Regions from separate parts of the Mus musculus genome. Here region 2 is linked to region 1. Evidence: chromatin contacts called from public Hi-C data. All regions are on one chromosome and are shown on one strand. The core of a region is the stretch at or near the end of the contact, and the rest is flanking DNA. Distances in the headings are between cores, read along the strand shown. Region 1 has its middle 500 kb from the start of Gm20125. Region 2 overlaps Gm32543 (a long non-coding RNA gene).

What was found. A called contact is a pair of places that touch in the nucleus more often than the background predicts.
Region 2: a contact with region 1 is called in a Hi-C map of the G1E-ER4 cell line, with 4 times the contacts expected there. The contact joins two enhancer-like sites. A contact is called at or near these places in 1 of 15 datasets of contacts at CTCF or cohesin (the G1E-ER4 cell line), 2 of 484 Hi-C or Micro-C datasets (the G1E-ER4 cell line and nephron progenitors) and 1 of 115 datasets of contacts at active chromatin or transcription factors (the NIH/3T3 cell line).

Annotation. Positions count from the first base shown.
Region 1 is chr10:16,597,719-16,603,832 of GRCm38.p6, reverse strand. No RefSeq gene overlaps it. Among named protein-coding and RNA genes, the nearest start is that of Gm20125, 500 kb to the left of the region's middle. Within about 2 kb of position 2,407, at least 43 of the 459 cell types and tissues checked have an H3K27ac peak or open chromatin away from gene starts, as enhancers often do. A contact at or near this core is called in the G1E-ER4 cell line, where this site is marked.
Region 2 is chr10:17,588,070-17,594,183 of GRCm38.p6, reverse strand. All of the region lies in intron 3 of Gm32543 (a long non-coding RNA gene), which reads left to right. Among named protein-coding and RNA genes, the nearest start is that of Gm32656, 69 kb to the left of the region's middle. Within about 2 kb of position 3,758, at least 32 of the 459 cell types and tissues checked have an H3K27ac peak or open chromatin away from gene starts, as enhancers often do. A contact at or near this core is called in the G1E-ER4 cell line, where this site is marked.

The DNA of each region.
Region 1 (6,114 bases), core at 1,158-3,657:
AACAAACAAACAAACAAACCCTAAACAAAAAAGCCACCAAAAAACAAAAACAAAAAAGGTACAGAATACCTAAGATACAATTCACAGAACTCAAAAAGATCAACAGATTGAGGGGCCCAAGTGAGGATGCCTCAGTCCCTCCTGGGAGGGAGAAGAAAGCAATCAAAGTGAGGAAGGAGAGAGGGACCTTAGAGAGAAAGTGGACTGGGTGGGAGGTGAGAGGGGAACCTGATCTGGTATTAGGTATGGGAAAAGAACTGAGGCCCTGAGAGCCAGCAGAAAGAATAGAAGCAGGCAAGCTCAGCAGGTAGGAGGTTTGTTGAGACCCTCCAGAATGTTCCAGAGATCTGGGAGGTAAGAAACTCTCAGGACTCCGAGGGAGGGACCTTAGATGAAATGCCTGACAGTAGAGGGAACTTATAGAGCCTACCTCCAGCAGGAAAATGGCATCAAATGAGGGCAGGGCTTGTCACTGCACAGTCAAAATTCTGACCCATAATTTTTCAATGTCTGAAAGAACTTCACCGATAGAAATGGAGAAGAGCCTGAGGAAAAGAAGGTCCAGTGACAGGCCCAAAGTGGGATCCAGCCTCAAGGGGAGGTACCAAGGCCTGACACTATTACAGAGGCCATGAAGCACTCACAAAAAAAAAAAAAAAAAAAAAAAAAAAAGGACCTATCATGCCTGCACTCTGGAAGATCCAACAGCAGATGAAAGTGTCAGATGCCCAACCCATGGATATAAGCTGCTGACTCCTGTGGTTGAATTAGGGAAATGCTGAAAGATGCTGAGAAGGGAGACCCTGTAAGAGGACCTGTAGTCTCAATTAACCTGGACCCCCGAGATCTCTCAAACACTGGACCACCAACCAGGCAGCATACACCAGCTGATATGAGGCTCCCAACACACATATAGCAGAGGATGACTAGGTCTGGGTTAATCAGGTATGATACACCTAACCCTCAAGACACTAGAGGCCCTGGGAAGTTTAGAGATCAGGTGGGGTTGTGTGTGTGGGGTGGAGACATCCTCATGGAGACAGGGATGTGGGGAGGAGGTATGGGATGTGGCTCAGTAGGATGGGGATGGCGGTTGTGGTAGGTAGGGAAGGTAAAATCGGGAGTGTAATAAACAAACAAACAAACAAACAAAAAGAGTGGTTTATATGCTCAGTGTGACTTATTGAGAATACTAAGTTTTCATTTGCAAGTAGTTAATAACTGGAGATAGCTTTTGGGTTATGGATGGGAACATATGTTCACTTCTGCTTTCAGCCCTGGGACCCCATCTGCCCCAGACTTGTGCTGCCAGTCTGTGATTTCATGTGTACACTGGTTCTGCTGCACCTAGACCTTTCCCCTTGATTCTCTCCATTCCCTATGGCTCTTGAAAAAAGCATTGTTTTCTTAAACAATGCTTTTTTTGAAGTAAGTTTCTATGATTGCATAAGGTTAAAGAATCTCTCTTTTTTTTTTTAAGAAAAAAAAAAGAATTGACTTTCAAGCAGAACTTTGAACATATAATGACATTAAAAGGATAATGTCCACTCAGAATACTAAGAAAGAGGAGAAAACAACCAGGGATAAGATAATTAGAAAACTGTAGCTAATTCCATTCATCTATATTTCCCATTGATGTGACTAATAGTTAAGACTAGATGGATGGGTCAACACTATTTCAAACCACCATCCACTTGAGCATAGACGGTTTGAAAGTATTTTGAATTTCTGCATTTGATGCAGCTGGGAGTGGAAGGAGTGGTTAAAATTCAGAAAACACACACAAATAGAGAGAGAGAGAGAGAGAGAGAGAGAGAGAGAGAGAGAGAGAGACTACCATCATACATTATGGGAACAGAATGAAGTATATTAACATCGAGAAGGATTTTAGTTAATAGAAAAGCATGTTCTTTTTTTTATGATTTATAGGTTCATTAAATTTTTCTTGTAGTGACAATTTCATTGTTCATGACTAAAAACTTCACTGAATACATATATACCACATTTTGTATTCATCTATCAGTTGATGGATATATGCCAAATCCATAACTTGTCTATTATGAATAGTTTAAAAAATATTTAAAAATCCATAGCATGTTTAGATTCACAGAAGTGGTATAGCTAATACATATGATTTTTTTTGAGGAATGTCATTTTGATTTCCATAGACTAATTCACATTGTTTGATTATCAATGTGTAATGGCCTGCACCCCCCAGCATTTTGTTCTTACATGCAAGAGTCTTAAATAGAACCCTGTTGACATAAACAAAGGAAACTAGATGTGATCATCACATTTTGCAGAGAACTGCTAGCCGTTTAAATAAGACTTGAGTGAGACTTCTGTAGTTTAAAGCTTTTGGCCTTTTGCTGTGGCAGTCTCTCAGCTAGCTTCTAACATAATCTGACTTCTGGGCACTGAGTCCCCACCATGTGGCTAGCTCTGTACCTCTCTGCTCTGTAAAGCCCAACCAACTCAGTTTTTTTTTGGTTTTTTTGGTTTTTTTTTTTTTGTTTTTTGTTTTTTTGTTTTTTTAAAGAAGCACCATTTTGTGTGAGACCCAGAGATTAAACTCTAATTCCAGGAGGAAAACCACAAAGTCCACTTGAGCAAACATCCTATGGCACCCTGCTGCCCTTAGCAACAGCCAGTCAGGCTACAACAGGGTCAAGGTCCACTGAGATAACCTAAGACATCCTGCAGACAATAGATAACATAGCCATCCTGTTTGTCAGGTGGTTCACCCCCCACCCCCGCGCCCCCGCCCGTGTTTGGTGCCTGCAGATTATACCAGAAGTGCAGTTTGTAAAATATTAACTTGCTAACCCATATGGAAATTCCCCAAGCTTGCTTTAACCACATTAAATATCCTGCACCTGCAGAGACAGAGCTTTCATCTTAGACTAGCTGAAGTTGGTGGTGAGAGTCTTTGGTCATTAGCTCCTAATAAAAACACTTGTGCGTTTGCTTCAGAATTGACTCTCCAGCGGTCTTTGGAGGTCCCTGTGACTTGGGTATAATATTCTTGTTCCCACCCATACGATTCCTTTTTCTATCCCCTTGGATTTTCCTCCATCTGCTTGTGTGCTGTCTGCCCGGAAGTTCTGCCCCTTACTTCCTGTTTCAGGTATATTGGCTGTTAGATATTTATTGTCATTAGTTAGCAGTGTGGCGCATGCCTTTAATCCCAGCTCTTGGGAGGCAGAGACAGGCAGATTTCTGAGTTCGAGGCCAGCCTGGTCTACAGAGTGAGTTCCAGGACAGCCAGGGCTACACAGAGAAACCCTGTTCCGAAAAACAAACAAACAAACAAAAAGAAGAAGCCTGGTCCATCTCTTAGGATTGCCTTTAGACAATGAGGGCTGCTTGGTCTTCATGTTTTGAGCAGGTGTGGAAGGACACAAGTTTACTAAAGAAATCCTAGTAATGGACCATAAAAATGAGAATACCAAAATCCTGTTAGGACTTAGCTCTCTGCCAGGACAGAATTAACGATTGAACCTTGAGAGACATACCTTAATTCAATGTGTAGAGAGGTGCCCCAACAGTCACAGAAAAAAAAAGGAACAAAGTCAAATTTATTCTGTACTACAGGTGACAGAAGTCTTTTGAGTGATAACACTTGAGAACAGATAAAAATGATGATTCAATGAGGCAAAAATTAAGGGCAAGTTGGGGGGGGGTAATTCCCAGTAGAAGTGATATAAAAAGGGCTTCAAAAGTATTTTGTAAAATAAATACACAATAATTTTCTATATTTTTTCAAATTTAACCACATTAACAGATCAAAACAACATGCATTTGTCTTGGGTTTTCCATGGATATGATGTTAAGCATATTTTCATTGGACTTCTGTTGATGATGACACAAAGGCCCATGATCTTAAGTGGGGTGCATTCTTTGACAGAGTTCTGCATCCTCTTCCATGGTCACATTGATGTTATCTTTGTTGTTGTAATACTGACAGTGTGGCTTTCACATTGATTTTTCACCTGGGTTTCTTGGTTCCTATAGAACCTCAGACCGACCATGCCACCCTAACACAAATCTTCCCTACAGATGAGGCAGTTTATTTATTTTTTCCAGTTCTTAAAAAGAGCATCTGTTAAATCCCGAGAGAGATGAGAACATTTATCCTACCTCCAGTACAATCCAATGTAACATAATTAGTTAGATGTCTTCCCTTCACATATTCCATTTGTTACTGGCTCTATAAATGTCACAGAATTTACCACTGTCAAGAGAAAGGAATTATGTAAGCATGTGTCTCTTTGAGGTCCAAGGTTCATTTTTTATCCTGCCTACCATGGTGCAGCTCATAAAGACAACTATAGGTTTGAGAGCATGAATTCAAACCTGAAAATTAAGTTATTTTAAAAGAGATTAATGTAAAAGAAAATAGAATAAGGAACACTCTTGGAAATTTAAGCATAAAGGAAAAATATATATGTTAAGATCACAGTGTACCTGGACAGAATGTAGCCCATGGTACTGGCATTTTCATTCAGAAGTGAAATTGCTTTCATTTATCTATTCCTATACAAATACAACTACTGGTTTTTTTTTTTTTTGTAACCATGGAATATATATTGTAAATCTTCTACTTATTTGGGACAATCAAATCATTAAACATAATCAATAACATTTATTAATTAATATAGTTGCTCTATACTATGCTCAGCACTGTACATAATCTAAATGCATCATATTGATAGTCTACACAGATATTCTATTACCATTTACATTTGCTAAGGGAATAACATAGATACATTTATGCTGTCTGTGCCAAAATCATTAGGACAATTTAATGGAGACTTGGAGGAACGCTCAAGAAAATGTGTGCAAATGATTCAAATGGAAGTTAATTTGGAGAGTAGATACTTTTCTAATAGTACCTCATCAATACTCAAATAAATCTGTAAATGGCAACAGACTGTGAATTTTTTAAATAAAAGATATCACTAGAAATTAGCCAAGATGTGAGATGAAAACCTAGCACTACTAAATAAAAGTAAGAAAAACCTTCAAAATCAATAGCAATAGTAGGACATTTTGTTACAAATTTGTTCCACTATTTAATAATGCATAAACTAATTATAAAAGAAAGTAATTGAACCTCAGACCTTTGATTTCTTGTTCCCAATTTAATTCTTTCTTCAAATCTATAAGGTGATTATCCACTAGAATTAGATTTTGAAAAAAAATACTTTCATGAATCATTTAAATGTGAGAGAATCTAAAATTTGTAGACCATGTATCAAGTCTGGACAAATGTTCTAATTCATAATAAAAAATTGTGAATATTTTACTGTACTTTATAATACAATACAATACAATACAATACAATACAATACAATACAATACAATACAATACCATTCAATACAATGGTGCTGATTTCTGGGGCTTCTTAGTGGATGTTTAGTCAATTCATGTTAAGCTCTACACAGACCTTTAATAAAAACTTCAAGTGAATCAGAAAATTTTAATTATTCATTTCTACTATTTAAATTAAGTATAAGGGCAAATCATAAAATCAAAAATCATATGGGTCTTAACCTTCTGTAATATGAGACACCACTACACTCCCACAATGCCCTTCTATTTTAGAGATGCTTTCTCAGAGCTTAAGATTAAGAAATTAACTTTGGTCTTGTTTCTACTCTGATGTTTTACCTGATTTTTAAAAATAATCTCTGTGAATTGAACAATATCCTCAAATATTTGAATACTTCATTCCTCATCCACTGGATATCAGGGTCCATGTGGAGTGCTCTCATACTTTAGAGAATATCTTTGAATGGACTTTATTAGTTTTGAGACATTAACATGTTAGCCATAAAGCATGTTAGTCAAGAATTGCCACACATGGAGCCCTAAGCTTATCACTTCTGGACACAAAACTGACTAGAAATGTAATCCCCAGTGCTAAGCAATAAGAATAAAGAACAATAATGTTTTGCAATCAATACTGTGTGTATGGCCAGGACTACCATACAGGGAGACAGGAGGGGAAGATTTTCTATAAGGGTGTTATGTAAATTTTATTAGATCAATATAAACCTTCTTGTTTAAAAAAAGAATGTGTACAAAAAGTGCTGACTCAAAATAACAAA
Region 2 (6,114 bases), core at 2,509-5,008, 990 kb before region 1:
CAAACAGAGATAATAGAAGCTGTTGTCCCTGGTGCAAGTGATAAATAGACAATAATGTGGTGTGAGAGGGAGCTGAGGCTAACCCCAGGAACGTGCTTTGGAGCTCTGGCATCGAGCTTAAGGCCTAGGGGAGTGGAGAGTGTTCCAGGATGGGGTTGGGGCTGGAGTGGTGGGATCTGTTGTGAGCAATTGGTAGAAGTTGAAGGCAAAGAGAAGGGCAGGGCCTCAGCCTCAAACACCATGGTGAGGAAAATGAATTTCTGAGATTAAAACAAAGCGAAACAAAACTCTGAAGAATTTGAAGCACTCAGATTATTGTGTGTTAAGGAACAGAAGAGGTAAGTCATTTCTCCATCGCCAGTGAAATGAGCCAATTCAAACCCGATTAAAATATATTAAAGGCAGGTTTATTGGAAAGCTGCTCTTGGGTGAGTTCCCTGACCCCAGGGATGGCAACTAGGGAAGTCACCATCATGGGGTAATGGGTAGAAAGAGAGAAAGGGCTTGATGGGCAGAGAGAGAAAGAGAAGAAGAGGGAGGAAGGGAAGGAGGGAGGGAGAGAAAGAGAGTGAAAGAGAGCAAAATGTCTGGATTGTATAGGGAAGAGTCTCTGTGGGGAAGGGCAGCCCAGCTCCTGGACTGGAAAGTTCAGGATTGGGGACTTAGTATGCCAAGCAAGGACTAAGATGCTAGGAGAACCTGTAGACCAGATCTGCTTTGGAATATAAAATAGGCACCTTGGGCCCTTGTCTCTGGGTCTGAAACGAAACAAGAAGCAGAAACAGAAACAAGTCTCTAGAAGACAGGTGCTTATACCAAAGTGATGGGAGGGCACATGAGAAGAAAAAGCAGAGATCTTAAGTCCTGGTTTCCTGGGAGAAGCAGGAGTGTGTCCGGACATCTGACAAGAGTCCAGAGTTCTGTGAAACTGGAGAAACACTGAGGAGGTGGGGCAGGTAGCATGCAGGACTGCTTGCTGGCCAGTTGATAAAAAAACAAACAAACAACAACAACAAAAAAAAAAACCAGAGCAGGCCAGGCAGTGGTGGTGCACGCCTTTAATCCCAGAATTTGGGAGGCAGAGGCAGGTGGATTTCTGAGTTCAAGGCCAGCCTGGTCTACAAAGTGAGTTCCAGGACAGCAAGAGCTACACAGAGAAACCCTGTCTCAAAACAAACACACAAACAAAACAAACAAACAAACAAACAAAGCACGAGAGAAAGCCAGGAGCTGCGCAAAGACCTCGAGCATGTCTTTACCAAACCTCTGATAGCTTGAGGCACTGTTCCTATTAACCCCAACCTTTCAAATTTTACCTTTCCATTTGTTCCCCTGCCCACAAAGAGGAGCATGCTTAGAGCCAAGAAATTCAAGACAACTTAGAAATGTTTGTAAAGTGCCTCTACTAAAAGACACTTTGAAAACAACGTCTTCCTCCTATTCATAGGTTTGACACTCTCAACCAGTTGGGTTTTCTGTCTAGGAGAGCTGCTATTCTTGTTTCGTTCTTCTAGAACAGGTCATACATTTACAGCGAGCCAGAAGAACTTTGGGTGGAAAATGCAGCCCCCCACCCCAGTCCTGTTATCAGAACATAGCCAGCCTTAAAGACTGGGCTATCTGTTAGTCCTTTGGTATTCTAAACATGTGGGTGTGGGCTCTTCACTTGAGGGTGGCTGGCCTAAATTTGTAACCAAGCTTTTTTCCAAGTAGATTGTAGAAATGGCTGGAGAGATTCGACTTTTTGGTAATTCAATAAGAAGCTCAGTGCTTAGGCCAAGATAGTCACTATCCTATAAACTCATTAAGTCCAGAGTTTCTGTCTTCTAAGAATGTGCCAATGAAGCGAGGTGAGTGCTTTAAGAACAGCTAAACACAAACACAGAACTGAACTCAATTCCTTAGAGTGCTTTATGGAAATGACTTCTGAAGCTGTTATACACTCCTTTCTCAAAATCATTTGGGCCGATGATAGTGGCACCTGCCTTTAACCTCACTATTTGAGTTGGAGACCACCCTGGCTACACAGTGAATTCCCGGACAGCCAGGGCTGTTACACAGAGAAATCCTTTCTCAAAAAACCAAGACAAAAATCAACCAACCAACCAACAAACCAACCCACCCACCCACCAACCAACCCACCAACCCACCAATCCACCAACCAACCAATCCACCAACCAATCAACCAACCAACCAACCAACCAACCAACCAACCAACAACCAACCCACCAACCCACCAACCCACCAACATTCTTCAGTCATAGTTCTGCTTGTACTTGTGCAGGTCCCTTCTTTCACAGATGATTCCTTCAAAATTAGTTGATAATATTGGGGGGGGGGGAGTAGAATCATAGTTTTAGAAAGTCAAAGACCTGGGACAACTTCAGCCTGTGTTAAATTTTAAGTATAGGACAAGAAAATTCTAACAGGACACATATGTCCTGGAGCCATAACTCTAGGAAAAGATTTATCTATGAAGAATGGGCCCTTGTAGTATTAAAATGTGGAAATTCTTCTTCTCTTCCTCCTCCTCTCCCTCCTCCTCCTTTTTCTTCCTCTTCTTTTCCTTCTCTTCCTTCTCCTCCTTGAGACAGGGTTTTTCTGTATAGTCCTGGCTATCCTAAAACTTGATCTATAGACCAAGATATCTTCAAAATTAGAGATTTGCTGTTGTCTCATAACTTCTGGGATTAAAAGTCACCACTGCCTGGCTAAATTTTTTTGTTTTGTTTTTTGTTTTGCTTTGTTTGTAAATTCTTAGGTAGATGCTGTTATAATTATGTACAAGAATACCAAGCAGTGAGAAAAGATTTCATAGATGAACTCAATGACATGAAAGATGGTTCAGGCTATAAAATGTAGTGAAAAATTCTATATAAATTTATATAAATATGTAAAAGTTGTATACACCGATTAATTTTGGTGGAAAATTATATGTTGGTACTTACAAGAGATGAACCAGGGAGATAATCAAGGATTACATTTGTGTGCCGAAAGCCTAAGAAGGCTTACTTTCTACTCTTCTAGAGCTTTCCAAATGGCCTTCAGTGAAAGTAATTATTTTGCAATAAGGAAGTATTCAGTGAGGTCATCAATATCAACCTTAATATACTTCATTGATAAATGTTAATTTTGTAATTGTTAAGGAAATTTTAAATATAGCATAATACTAATATTATAGATCTGTGGTGAGAATTACACTAGAGTGATTTGTAGAGAATTCTTAATGTGGTATCTGGCATTTAATTATGTTTTCAATAATTTTACTCAATTTAACCTTATCTAGGCTTGGCCCCCAAATGAGTTTTTCTTTTTGCCTTAAAACAAATAAAACAAACCAATGCAAAAAAATGTTATTCCGCAAAGGGTGAAGATTTGTCACTCCTTAGGATATTCAAAAGAATATGCTGCTGGCTGGGAAGGCAATTTTGAGAAGGATGCACAAGGAATGTACACCTTGGGCCTTGGGAGGAAGACTGAAGTATGTGTTTAAATGTGAAATGATTATTTTGCAGTATTTATTTGGACATATATGATTTTGTTTGTTGTTTAAAAACCTGTCATTATTATATATCCATATTAGGAACGCAGATAGATGGCATAATATCTAACTTAAAGAGAGGAATTAGTCTGCCATGATAAATGGCCTGCCTCTTCAGACAGATAAAGAAATGTCTTGTCAGAGTCTCTGCAATGTAAAGCACAGGCCCTGTGGCTTTCTCCTGGTGGTGCTCTCAAGAGAGGCTTGAGATATGGGGCAAAGGCACATCGCATCTTGTTACCCATATCTCACATCCTGGGCTGTTTATCATCAGTGACCAAGGCCCTTATCCCTCAGCACATTTGGACACACACACACACATTTCTATAAACTCTGTACTTATCCACAGATACACATCCTCATTCCTTTTTCCCTTCTGTCTGAGTTAAGACCACCTCTTTCCCCACTCCCCTGTAATCTGTAGTTTGACATATCCCATAGGCTATCACCATTTTTATTTTTATCTTGCTCCTGCAGTTCATTGAGAGACCCCTGTCCTTGCCTCACAGATCCTTCCTTTCTTCATCTCAGACTTTCACTGTTGATGGAACATAATGCCTCCTTTAGAAGTTTGTTGTGGGCATTCCATTGTGTAATGGAAGGAGAACTCCTGCCACACACCAGGCTCTTGATAATGGAAGCTATTATTATGATTAATTATATTATTTATTGGCTTTTGTATCCTCAGGGCCCGGCACAGTGCCTGATGTATGAGAGTATAAAATAAATTTCTAGTGAATTAATGAATTAACTCAGACACTTTTAGAGTGTGGCTTTGAAGTAAAAGAAGACAGCTGTTTTGTAGATTGGGGGTTAAAAAGGCACTTCCTCCATAGGCTGGAGAGGTGGCTCAGCAGTTAAGAGCACTGACTGCTCCAGAGGTCCTGAGTTCAATTCCCAGCAATCACTTTGTGGCTCACAACTACCTGTAGTGAGATCTGATGCCCTCTTCTGGTGTGTCTGATGACAACTACAGTGTACTCACATAACATAAACAAACCTTCTTTTAAAAAGGTTCCTCCAAAGAACCTGCCTGAGCCCATCTTGGGTCCCTGTTGTCCCTTGGGTTAAGCCACTGTCATCCTCATGTAGATATGGCTTAATGTGCACAAGAGGAGTTTCCCTCGGGCTCTCAACGATTCCATCTGTTTAGCACACTTCTTTAGCCTTGCTAACACTGATGATCTGCCCTAATCCAGCAAGCAATTGATGACGAAATTCAGATGACTGCTAGCCCAGAGTCTATGTGATCTGTTCTTCTACCTCTTACTGTTCACAGAATCTGCTGCCTGATTTGCATGCCACCTCCTATCTTTCCCCTACTTCCTTTTAGAAAGATGTTTGTGAATTATTTTAAGCCAGTTGAATCACTCTGAGAGTTTAACGTGCTATTTTTAAGAGTTTTTGAGGAAGAGTTGAGAAGGATGTAGGGATCTGAAGCAGTTTCACATAATATCCCACAGAAACTTCAAGCTACCAAGTTTGTGGTATAATTTCCCATCTGAAAACTTGAGAGTAAATGGCTCACTTACTCTCAGATACCACATTCTAAACTGTTCAGCAGGAAGAGTCCCTGCTAAAGCCGTTGTGAATAAGGCAGACTAGGTTCACAGGCAGCTGTCTGCCACATGAGAGATTTCTTCCTTGTCCAACTTAAAATTCGGTCCTTTCTCTTATAAGCTCTGCCTGGGTGCAGAGTTTGGCTCCTTCATATCAAGGCCACCCTTCCTGCCCTTGTCACTCTTCATGGCTCCCCCCTAGCATCCTGTCTTCTAAGAATGATGCCATAGACTTAGCATCCCATGTGGATATAGCATAGCTTTCTAGGTGGGGTAATGAATGAGACCACTCTTGACTGATAATCTGACTTGTTTTGGTGATATTTTTTCTGAGACCTTAGCCTACCAACTGACTTACAGTTTCCTCTCCGATCTCCATACAAGTCCCATGAAGTGAGACCCAGACGTGTTTTTTCTCATCCTAACTTCTGTAGACCTTCATACTGATGCTATCTCCCTCTCCCCGATCCTTCCTCATCTTTCTACAGAAATCTGTATCTTCTCACTGAAACATACTGTTTCATTTCACCACCATATGGATCTCTGACAGAGTGGTGTATGCCTTTGTTTTCAATAACACTTAGTACTTGGTTAGAATGGAAGGACCATGTGTAACTAAGGCTCAGTAAATAGTTTTTGTTGTGAATGATGAAATACTTTGGCACAGTCACAGACTCTGCCTTCTATAATCCAGATCCTGTAAGTCATGGAAAAACATTAGTGAGGTGTTAAAAAGTTGATAAAAATCTAGACTTGTGTCTTAATAACAAACTGAAAAGTTGGATATACTATTTACACACTTTCTCCATACATATCCAATCAGATACTTATGGGTTAGGTGTGAAAAGTGGCCATAGACATTTGGGGGAGGGTTCTGGATAAAGAAAAATATTCTATAATATCAAGTCTACTTCAATCTTCAATTTACTATCTCACATATAACATACGAAATATTGTTTGCAATGAGGGTATATGTTATGCTCCTTCTCTAGCAATCCTTTTGATATGTAGAAT